3 separate regions of the Mus musculus genome follow, and regions 1 and 3 are each linked to region 2. A link is a contact called in public HiCAR-type and HiChIP or PLAC-seq data. All regions are on one chromosome and are shown on one strand. The core of a region is the stretch at or near the end of the contact, and the rest is flanking DNA. Distances in the headings are between cores, read along the strand shown.

Region 1 (3,527 bases), core at 959-3,458, 210 kb before region 2:
GCTTACTAATGGTGGGTTGAAGCCAGGCACCGACTCTCATTTATAATCCCAACAGTGTGTAACCCGAGGCAGGAGGATCACCATGAGTTCAAAGACAGCTCGGGCTACTTAGAGACCTCCAGGCCAGCCTGGTCTGCAAGTGAAACCTTGTTTTAAAACCAACCAAGAAGCTGCATTGTGGTGGCATATGTCTTTAATCCCAGCACTTGAGAGGTAGGTCGATCTCTGTGAGTTGACGGCCAGACTGGTCATAGAGTATGTTCCAGAACAGCCAGGGCTACATAGAGAAAACCGTCCTGAAAAATCAAATCAAATCAAACAAAACCAATCAAGCAAACAATAATCAAACAAGGGCAAGGAGATTTTATTTTAGTTTTAAATTTTAGTTTTATCTTTTAAATTATTTTTATTTATGTGTATGTGTACATCTGGGTGAATGAATGCCACATGTGTTTGGAGGGAGGACAGCAAAAGGTCTCAGATTCCCTGGAGCTACAGTTACAAGGGGTTATGAGCCCCCCCCATTTGTGGTTTCCAGATTTTATAGACAAGAATCTACATAAAATATATAAAGTACACAAAATTGTTTATATATATATATATATATATATATATATATATATATATATATATATATATATATATATATGACAGGAAAGTAGAAATAAAACTGTCTAGAAATCAAAGGAGACTAAATTGGGGGAAGGGAGGTAACGTGACTTGCAGGCAAACTCACTCAAAGTACCTTATATCTTTGTAGGAAAATGTCCTTGTTTAATCTCATACCTTGCACTATGAGTATACACCAAGCAACAAGCAAATAAAAGAACGTTGGTGTTTCAGAGACAGAAGCAGGCAGTGCAGGCCAGCTGCTCAAGCTTTGGGTTTGGAGGAGAGACCTGGCATGTATCAATGCTATTATTTGAAGGTCACCTTGGTGGCTCATCTATGGAACTGGTTTCTCACAAGACTATTTAAAGCACGTGTGAACCACTTGGAGAACACACTGAAAATTCCAAACAACTGTTGAAAGTGATCACGGGAGAGGTGGATCAATTTACAGCTAGGGCTGCTTATTCCTGATTTGTTCCATGGTAGCCAGGCAGGAAGATGGGATCTCACACAGGGCAGAAGGCGGCCACCGAGGAGGAAAAACACCCAGCCCCTTTCACTTTAACAATGTTGCCAGGAATTGCCAAACCCAGAAGGACAAATGGCAACATGTGGCTGTCAGCAGAAGTGTGGGGGTGGAACAGCCTCATTCAGATGAGTCATCAGATCTGTCCTATCTTGTCCAGGAGCTCCACCTGCAAATGATGGGGGGGGTGACATTGTGGAGAGGCGAAAACAGCAGGCCAAAGAGTTGGTCTTTCTTTTAGGAACAGGCGGCCCCTGGGCCACTCTGGGGTTTGTTCACTTGGAAGGTTCTCAGACTTTGGCGGTGTCAAACTGAAGGGAAAGGTGTGTTTACAAGGCCTTTCTAAAGCCTCATCCACAGAAAGGGAGAGTCAGTGGGTTCCTGGGATAGCCCTAGAATCTTCAAGCTCTGTGGCCGCTTCCAAAGTCTCTGCTTTGAAGACTCCATGTGGAGAAGGACAGCTCAGGGGAGGACACGCTGGGTAGAAAGAAATCCCTGGGGAAGGCAGCTGCCCTTCTCACTGGCCTTTCCCACAAAAGGCAGAGAAAAAACACAAAGGAGAAAACCACTTTTGCTTTCTTTTGTGCGGAAATATGGCCTACTAGCCTGTGTTATTGTTTCTCTGTCACTGTGTGGGGAGACTTCATTATTCCATTTGATGCAAGAGGAGCTGGTGAGAGGGTGGTTTCTTTCAGGGTACTGTGCGGTTTGGTGTAAGCATGAGTTACTGGCCAGCGTTACAGAGGTCCCTCAATTTGCTCCCTACCATCTGGGTATTGCTAAACACATCTGTTCCTTCTCCTGAAGGATGCTCCAGGGTTGCCACACGATTTAAACTGTGCAGAGAGACAGGCTCCATTTGTCCACATCTCCGGTTTACAGAGATGGCTCTGAAGAGCCTAGCTTGCCATTACTGGCATTCATTCAGAGCCTGGGGTTTTTAACTCTGAATTTTGATTTGGGCATTTGCCTGGGGTGTTAGTCTGCCAGGCCCTTCCCGGTCTGTTCTCTGCTGTTTTACTCCTAAAGATTTACAGCTAATGAAGGGATAAAGAAAGGTCATGGGGGAGAGGCTGCGGCATGTGGTGGTGACTCACTGGCTGGGTCTGGTGTGGAGCCAGTTTGGGTGGAATGCTTCAGGCTGTGCCTGCTTCCATGTGGCTCTCAGCCAGGTCCCTGCAGGAACTGGTTTCTTGCCTGTTCCTGGTCAGTGAGAAAGCTTGGCTGTTCTACCTGTCTCCTGCTGGGAGGAGCTCAGGTCAAAGCAATGAAACCTGTTGGCCATTTCTCAAAGAATCCAACAGTTGAGCTCTGGGAATCTCAGGAGTCAATGCATAGGCTAGTCTTGAGAGGGCTCAGGCTTAGAGACCAACCACAGTCACCATAGCTCACAGGGCACAGTAGCACAAGAGCTGAAGGGATCCAGGTGGGCAGCTAGGACCAGGCTCAGTCTCTGAGTCTTGGCACTGCTGATGTTTCAGGCTAGATGATCCTTTTCTCGTAAGGGGCTGTGTTGTACATCACAGGAAGCCAACAGCATGCCTGACCTCTTGCCCATTAGAGCATGGGAATCCCCTACCCCACCAACGTAACTAGGAAAATCACCTCTGACTGAGAACTACTGTGGTATGGCAGTTCCAGGCCCATGACTGGCTAAGGTTGGGAAGATCCATACACTGTGAAAATCTCCTGGGCACTAACCATGTGAAAAGCTCTCTGCTTGCATCCAGTGCCTCATTTATAAGCTACATTATATGTACATTATGCATTACAATGTATACTGTATATATTTTAACTATTGTATATATTATACACTATACTTTATAATGTATTACATTACAGCTGTGACATGAGGAAATCCCTTTTGCCCCATTGTAGGGATAAGAGGCCAGATGTTTGTTCACAAAGATAACTTGGAGCTTAAGGCCAAGCAGAAGTTGCCCATTCCTTTCTTGTTGCCTTCCATAATGGAGCTATCAGCAAGAAATATGGGTGAAAATTCAAGGTGCAAGACCCAAGCTGTTATTGTGGCTCAGAGATGCTGCCAGCTGAGTTGAATCCATTTCAGGGCTAGGTTCAAGCAAATAGCTTTAAACCCTGTGGGGACATTGAGGGACATAGACAAACTGCAAAGCAAGTAGAGGATCCAGCCAGATGTTCTGTGGCGGAGGAGAGGAGCCTGAGTTCCAGCTAGATGGTTCAAATAGAGAGCCTCTGTTAGGAGGTTGTCACAGGCAAGTCTTCATCCCTGCCCTTGATAGTTCCACCTGTGACCCCTGTCTTGTGACACTGGATAATTACTCAAGTCTGCCTTTTTTCAGTTCAAATATCACTCACCCAACCTCCATTTTCACTGTCAGGATCAAGGCTTCCTTTGCTGCTGGGGGTC
Region 2 (3,832 bases), core at 768-3,267:
GAGCTGCCTCCAAGGGCTTTAGAGTGGTTGAGCCAGCCCAACACATGGGTGAGCTAGCACGGGGCAAAGCTGGAGATCTTGCCCTGGGTGTGGGTGCAGGAGAGCTGGCAGACTGACCAATTCAGCTACCACCCAGGCCCACATTCAGGGCTTTGAATTGGCCCACCCGAACATCTACCACATCTATGAGCTACTGGAGCACATGAAGGGACCAGTCCTGCAGAGATAAAGCTGCAGGGTCTCCATGGATATGGAGGGCAACAACAGGATATCCAAGAGGAGCCCCGGTGAGGATCCAGTATTGACAGTTTAGCAGAAGCCAGAGGCTTCAAATCATACCAGACTCATTGCAATGAACATTTGCAAGTAAAGACATTTGGACAAAACTGTATACTGTATGATACCATGACACACTGCAGCTTCATTAGTGAAATGAGTTTGTTTGTTTCTTCTTTCCTTTCTTTTAATTTATTTTTATTTTTTTGTTTTCTTTTCTGAGGAGGTTGCAAGGACTGAGGGCAGATACAAACGGAGGGGAAAGGAGTGGGATTAGAGTGTGTAATATGAATCAAAAAACGTTAGACAAAAGTTGCAACTGGCAAGCTTTGTATTGCTAGTGAAATTTCAAACATTGTCAAATACTATTTTTTTTAATAAATAAACATATTGAGGGTGTTAAAATAACTGTCAGCAACATGCAATTCAGTTTCATCAAAGCAAACCCAGTTGTCCTGCGATATACAGCCTAGGTTCACATTTGCAGATGACATTGCCTGGTATAATAGAGAAAGCTTAGCAAACCCAGATGTGAGTTTGCAGTTTATCACTGATTGCTTACTGTCTTTGGTTGAGTACCCTTCTGTGTGCTTCAGTACTTTCCCAGAAGGCAAGAAAGATACCTGACTGAGTGGGCCATTGGTAAGGATGCAGCTTTAGAAGAACCAGCCTAAAACAGAGCCTGATACACAGGGACTTAATGGTAAGCCTCCATGTTACTTATCACCTGAGCACAAGACTCTCATGACAGTGACAGGTACAAGGACCCTTTAACACGATAAATACTGAAGGAACAGCTGTGGTATTAGATATAGAGAGTTTGCCTAGTACTCATTTAGTCCTGGGCCCTACTATCAGCACTATATATGCCCCCTTTTAGTGGCTCAGGGCTGTAATCCCAGCCTTGACAGGTGGAGGCAGGAAGATTAGAAGTTCAATGTCATCTTTAGCTAGATGGTAAATTTGAGGTCAGCCTGATCTAAATGAGAACTTGTTGCTTTTTTTTTTTTTTTAAAGAAAGTAATAAAAGGCCTACAAGGAACTGGCAGAAGCAGGGAACTGTATGATGCCACCAGGGAGGTCTCAGACCATCCGGCCCACTACACCAGTCACAACGCATGGACAAGTGAGTGCAAGACGTTTTGAGGCCTGCAATGTGGCTAGTAGGTGAAAGTTGGATGATCTGAGGTCAGCATCTGGAACTCTCCCGTGGAAAGGAGAAATGACCCCCTACAAGTTGCCCTCTGATCTCCACACAGATGCCATGCTCACACATGTGAGCCCACTCGTGCCTGTGCACACATGCACGCATGCACACACAGTCACTCACGCTTTCATGTACACTAATAAATAAAATTTATTTTTTTAAAAAGTAAAGTTTTTAAAGTGAGCAATTTGCGTGGAAGCAAAAATAATAGGCGAAAAATGTGCTTAACCAATAAAAAATAATTTTGCCCACTTTATCCAGAATTAGCCTAGTGGTGTCTGTTACCCCTAGCCCCTTGCGAGCTCAGGAAAGGGCAGATTTCTCAGTGGTTGCAGAAATGTCAGTGTCGAACGCTTCCCCTCGCCTCCTGTATTGCAAACCTTTTCTCTCTATTGCCTCATTCCCCACGCACCTCTTATGGGCAGTTTGCCTAAGATTTTCTTCCCGTTCTCCCTGTGTGGCCACGTGGCTAGGCTGACATAAGCTTGTCGGGGTGGAGTATATGCGTGCCAGGATGCAGGCAGGCAGTCATGTGACCTGGCCCCAGCAGCTTTGAATCTACCACGTCTGAGATTTCCATGACGCACCTGCTGCCGTCACACCCCCTCCCTTGTAAATAAATAGTCAAATCTTTTCTGAAAGTGACTTTGACAAAGAGCAGCTTAAATCCGCCGAATTGTGGGCGAATGACCTGTTATCTAGGAGTAAAACAACTGCGGATAATCACCTCCTTCGCCCCCATCCCCACCCCTGCCCCCGTGTCCTTTGCGCTTCTGCTGACCACTTCTGCTGAGACAAAAGGACAGGATCTTTAGAGATCGCTCTGGCTTGATTAGCATGCTGATCTAGGAGGCAGGTTTCTGGGTTCTCACCCAACTTTTTGGCTGCTATTCAGAGGATTTAACAGCGCTCTTTGTCAATAGTATAGTGTACAAAGCCCATCTAAAAATAGAACATTTCCAGGGTCTGGATCGCGTGCGTAGCTTGAGTGGCAAAGGCTGTGTTGTACAAGACAGATTACAGGCAAGTTACTCCCCGGTACTTTATATGCAGGGCTGTTCACACGCTTCGTTTTCGTCTGGTTGGGTTAAATAATGCAAACACATTTACCAGTGTACATGGTTGTTTATTTGTGCTCTGGAGAGTGTGTGTGTGTGTTTATGATGGAGAGATCTACATGTTCTGCTCTGTGAAAATCAAACAAAGCTGTCCCCAATGAGGTCAGTGGTGGAGTTAAGCAGTGTGGCCCACACTCCTGAGAGCCACTGACTGACACCCGGTGGTTGTTAAAGGCAGGTCCTGCTGTGCTTGCTGCCCTAGAGGATTTTTGCAGGGTGTGGGAGTCAAATAGAGGCTCTGACAACCAGTGGGTCCCCTGGATCTAGATGGAGCCTCTGTGATCCTCGTGTGGGAAAGTTCTGCATGATGGAGAGTTTCTCACCCTGTGACAGGTGGCTTGCTCTTCCCCTCCCTCACTCCTTAGACTGGGTGGGCTTGCCCCACCCCCATGCTGAGGTGGTTGTCCTTGGTGAGTGTGGAAGCAAGAATCACTGAGATTCAGAGAAGCCAACAGAGGGAGGCACTCACAGGAACATAAAACCAGAAAATTATTTTCTGAACCAAAGACGCTGGGAACGGGTGTTTGAGAGCCCAAACGACACCTTCTTCTGTTTTGATCTATAACTGGAGGGTGTTCCTGTATCTTGGGGAGAGAGGAATTTTTGCATGCCAAAACACAATGCAATGATCTTTTACATAAATAACCTTTAACGCACTTGGAGAGTCACCCTCGGTGAAGGCTCGGTCTTTCTGGCAGGTGGACTTCCTTCTAGGATACGGAAACTCAGAACAGGGACAGTTCTTGGAGGAGCTGGGCCAGGAAATACGATATAGAAGATTTAAAAAACCCAGCCTGTCATTTTGGCAAACTCTTCTCCTACCCAGATTTTATGGCTTTAAATTGATACACGTTGGGTGAATTGGGTCTGACAGTCTAGCGGCAGTCCATATTGATTCCCCTCTCTCCCTTGCTTCTGTGGGGTGACTTTGGAAGAGTCATGTGAAGTTACTGCTTCCCCACCCCAACCCTGCATACAATCCTTATCTATGGAACCGGGAGAAGAGCCGAAGCAAAGCATTTGGTACTTGGTAATAGAGTCACTGTAATCACCATTGGTCCCCGCAGCCTTACTTGTTGATCTCTCTCAAAATAGGGGTCTTGATTGTTGACACTGAGTGTCATCTGGAGAGGACAGGGGAGTCAAGCCTCTCCTCACACCTGTGAGGGATTATCTAGGATTAAGTTAACTAAGGTGGGAGACCCTCCTTAACCACGGGAGGGTCGAACCA
Region 3 (3,564 bases), core at 204-2,703, 200 kb after region 2:
TTCTTGTAATTGAGGTTATTTATAAAGGTACAGATTAAGCATGGTGCATAGGCTTTCGGTGATTGGAATTGGCGGTGGTGAAGGGGCTGCGGTTGTACAGTAAAGGATTAGATTGTGGCTGGCACTGAAGTGCATCTTAAACGCTGAAGTGATGAGGGGGAAACCCAACTCCAGTCTCTACTCTGTGGTATGTGATGGCAGGGTCTGTTGAATGAGTTTAATTAAGCTTTTCAGCTGGCCTGGAGCACAAGCTCCTTGGTTGTCTGTGCAGCCTGGCATGCCCCAGGGATCCCTTGGCCTCACACAATACAGTTGCTTTTAAGGGACTGGCTTCAGCCTCCAAGAGGTACCTCTTTCTAGGGATTTGCTCAGTGAGATCAGACACGAGAAGTTAATCACTTTGCTCCTGCTGGCCAGAGGCTTGTATCTGGATCAAAGGCACTAAATTGTAGCCCTGTGCAGGCGGGGAGTGAGCAGGGTGTTCAGTGCATCTTGATGAGGCCTGGCCTCTGTGCTGACTTCCTTGGGGCCTAAAGGAAGGGAGCGTCTGCAGCAGGGAGACCTTTCTCCATCCTTCCTGAACTGGGCTCTTGTCTCTCCTTCTTTTCCTCTGGCGTGATCCCTAGATGCTACTTCCATGCTGCTTGTGTTTACCTTCCTGAGTTGGGACCTTTTCCCGCTGGGGGTTGCACTGAGGATTCACAGTCTTTTAAAACTGATCAGGAATGTGTGCACTGAGGACATTGCTATTCACAGTTTTTATAAAACTGCGTTCAAGTCGTGGAGAACTAAATTAAGGCCTCAGAGTATGCGCTGTACATAGAGTGCATTCGCTTGGGGATTGTGCCACCCTCCCCAACAGGAGCCAGTTGTACAGCCCTCCCCCTCCCCTGCTCTGAGATTTCAGTGCTGTGATTGTTTCAAGCAAGTTATAGTTTGCTCTCTGAAAGCTTTACCCTACATTGTGCCCTGACGTTCCTTCAAACCTGTTCATCTTTGTAAAGCTTTTCTGTCTCATTGAGTGTTTCTTTGTCATCATATGGGGTGGCCAGCAGTGGGGGCTCTTGTTGCCACCGCTCTGTAACTGTCTCCCTGTGTTGTTTGCAGTGCTCTGTGAAGAACTGCCGGACAGCCTTCCACGTGACTTGTGCTTTTGACCGTGGCCTGGAGATGAAGACCATATTGGCAGAGAATGATGAAGTCAAATTCAAGTCCTACTGCCCAAAGCACAGCTCACACAGGAAACCCGAGGAGGGCCTGGGTGAAGGAGCAGCCCAGGAGAATGGGGCCCCTGAGAGTTCTCCCCAGAGCCCTCTGGAGCCCTATGGTAGTCTGGAGCCGAATCGAGAGGAGGCCCACCGGGTGAGTGTTCGCAAGCAGAAGCTACAGCAGCTGGAGGATGAGTTCTACACCTTTGTCAACCTGCTGGATGTGGCCAGGGCGCTGCGGCTGCCTGAGGAAGTGGTGGATTTCCTGTACCAGTACTGGAAGTTGAAGAGGAAGATCAACTTCAACAAGCCCCTCATCACCCCAAAGAAAGACGAAGAGGACAATCTAGCCAAGCGGGAGCAGGATGTCTTGTTTAGGAGGCTGCAGCTGTTCACGCACCTGCGGCAGGACCTGGAGAGGGTAATGATTGACACCGACACCTTATAATGACTTAGAGAAGAAGATGTAAAGAGGCGGGCACTTGCCTAGAGATGATAGCCAGTCATTACTCTCAGATCCTTGTACACACTACAGCATGAGGTCATGTTGGTTAAACATATTTATGGGCTGGTAAACTCACTGCATTGTGCAAGACTGCCAGTGTGGGAGTTGCTTTGTGATTATTTCTCCTGTTAATCTTTACTGTTCTCCAAGATCAGATGGGGTGTATCTTCATCCCCTATTCCCTTGTCCTTATAGAGCTGGAGGGAATGGAGCACCAGGAACATGACCAAGGGCTTAACTCAGCAGTTTAGAGCCTGGTTTTGAGAACTGGGATGTATCTGAGTTATGGGGGATGGGGCAGCGGCAGGAATATTCCTTGTTTAACCTGGGGAGACATTTCCTAGGTGCTGATGAAGGGCTCGTTAGAGAGAGCCAAGCACTGCCTCCCATTGGCTCATCTTTGCTTCTAGGCTAATCCACAGGGGCATTCCCAGCTCTGTTGTGGAGAAGAACAGGCTGCAGGTGCTCATGTGTGTGCATGGACTTATATACACCTATTACAGAAGACAGTCTTGGCAGTGAGGTGCTAAGTCATCACAGAGGTTGTGCACATACAGAGTACGATTGTGTGTGGCGCGCATCCCTCTCTGGGTGATGTCTGCGTGTGGTGTGATTCCTGGTGCACAGGGCATTGGGTATGTCTGTGGAGCCCTTAGCAATCTCAGTACACTGCATACATAGACACACACGTGTTTATCACACTCCTGGGTTGCTGATTAAGTGGCTGTTGGCTGCCTGGAGCCTCAGCTGCTGGCACTCCCCTCAGCTGTTTGCTGCTTGGTGCCTCCCCCACTCTCCATTACCTCTGGAGTCCCCGGCTGGACCTTTTTTCCTGCTGCAGGAATAATTAGGAGTGGACTGTCCTCCCCAGGGTCTCCCACTCCCGTAGGTGGTTTTTGACCAAGGCTTGCTAATTGGGGATGCGTCTTGAGCACCTTCCATACCTACTCCCCTGACTGCTAGATACCTATTAAATTCATTAGTGTGGCAGAGATGGTATGCAAGTTGTCTGGCCTGAAGCAGCCTGTGCCGAAAGGCACCCAAGTGGCCTGAAACAGCTAATGCGTATCTCCCTCCAGCTCCTCACTTATTAGAGAGGAGTGATTCATCACCTGCTTGGCAACAGGATCTGACTCATAGGTGATTTGAGATGAGAGCGTAGGCAGGAGAGTGCAAATGTACTTGGCCAAAAGGATCAGTTCTCACAGAGGCTTGCACCACCGTGTTGGAGATGGTCATGCACGTATTTCTAAGTGCTCATTAGAGGCCCTTTTAGTTCATCATCTAATGCTGACTTCTTGAGATGTCCTTTTCTAGACCTTGTTAGGATTCCGGGTAAGGTGGTGGGTGCTAGTTAGGCTAAGGGGAGGTGGGAGCAGGTTGGTTAGGCTCCCACACAACCCCTGGTGGTCAGTTCGAAGAACCACATGCACTTGTGGTGTGTTCTTGAGAAAGGGATTCAGGGTTAATGGGTATTTTGTTGAGAAGCTACATCCTAACCCAACAACTGCTGTAATTGGGGTGCATGGAGTCAGATAGCCGTTGGGAGGGGAGGCGAGAAGTCTCATGTTTTGACTGTGTTTGTTTAACAATCACCACAGAATAAAAGTGTAGAAAATGCTTGGGTGTATTAACTCTTTTTCTGTATTTAAGTTACTGAGACTAACATATACTTCTAATTAAATTCTCAACTTTTTTTGGAGTCGTCATTTTGCGTTTAAGTAGAATAATGCCTGTGGTGCATAAGGGAATAAATCAGGATTTGTGTGCACCAGTGCCTGTGTATGTGTGTGTGTGTGTGGCATTACTCAACATTCAGTATTAAAGAGTCTACGGTTTTAATGCAGTCAG

The links. HiCAR-type assays count read pairs that join an accessible place to other places. HiChIP or PLAC-seq counts read pairs in DNA pulled down with a chosen protein or histone mark.
Region 1: a HiCAR-type map of astrocytes shows a contact between it and region 2, with 2.0 times the contacts expected there. The contact joins two enhancer-like sites. A contact is called at or near these places in 14 of 484 Hi-C or Micro-C datasets (the HL-1 cell line, the N1E-115 cell line, Sertoli cells and 11 more) and 7 of 115 datasets of contacts at active chromatin or transcription factors (Th17 cells, astrocytes, cardiomyocytes and 4 more).
Region 3: an H3K27ac HiChIP or PLAC-seq map of thymic regulatory T cells shows a contact between it and region 2, with 2.6 times the contacts expected there. The contact joins two enhancer-like sites. A contact is called at or near these places in 4 of 484 Hi-C or Micro-C datasets (B cells, the HL-1 cell line, liver and 1 more), 5 of 115 datasets of contacts at active chromatin or transcription factors (CD4 single positive thymocytes, embryonic stem cells, extraembryonic endoderm stem cells and 2 more) and 2 of 9 other capture datasets (adipose tissue and pancreatic islet).

The regions. Positions count from the first base shown.
Region 1 is chr3:41,193,288-41,196,814 of GRCm38.p6, forward strand. No RefSeq gene overlaps it. Among named protein-coding and RNA genes, the nearest start is that of Gm40038, 22 kb to the left of the region's middle. Within about 2 kb of position 2,209, at least 162 of the 459 cell types and tissues checked have an H3K27ac peak or open chromatin away from gene starts, as enhancers often do. A contact at or near this core is called in the N1E-115 cell line, astrocytes, brown adipocytes and 6 more, where this site is marked.
Region 2 is chr3:41,406,629-41,410,460 of GRCm38.p6, forward strand. No RefSeq gene overlaps it. Among named protein-coding and RNA genes, the nearest start is that of Gm25487, 33 kb to the right of the region's middle. Within about 2 kb of position 2,018, at least 250 of the 459 cell types and tissues checked have an H3K27ac peak or open chromatin away from gene starts, as enhancers often do. A contact at or near this core is called in the N1E-115 cell line, astrocytes, brown adipocytes and 8 more, where this site is marked.
Region 3 is chr3:41,603,363-41,606,926 of GRCm38.p6, forward strand. It overlaps Jade1 (jade family PHD finger 1), which reads left to right. Exons shown (of 11, transcript NM_001130184.1): 9 at 1,108-1,629. Among named protein-coding and RNA genes, the nearest start is that of Jade1, 49 kb to the left of the region's middle. Within about 2 kb of position 1,454, at least 80 of the 459 cell types and tissues checked have an H3K27ac peak or open chromatin away from gene starts, as enhancers often do. A contact at or near this core is called in muscle stem cells, pancreatic islet and thymic regulatory T cells, where this site is marked.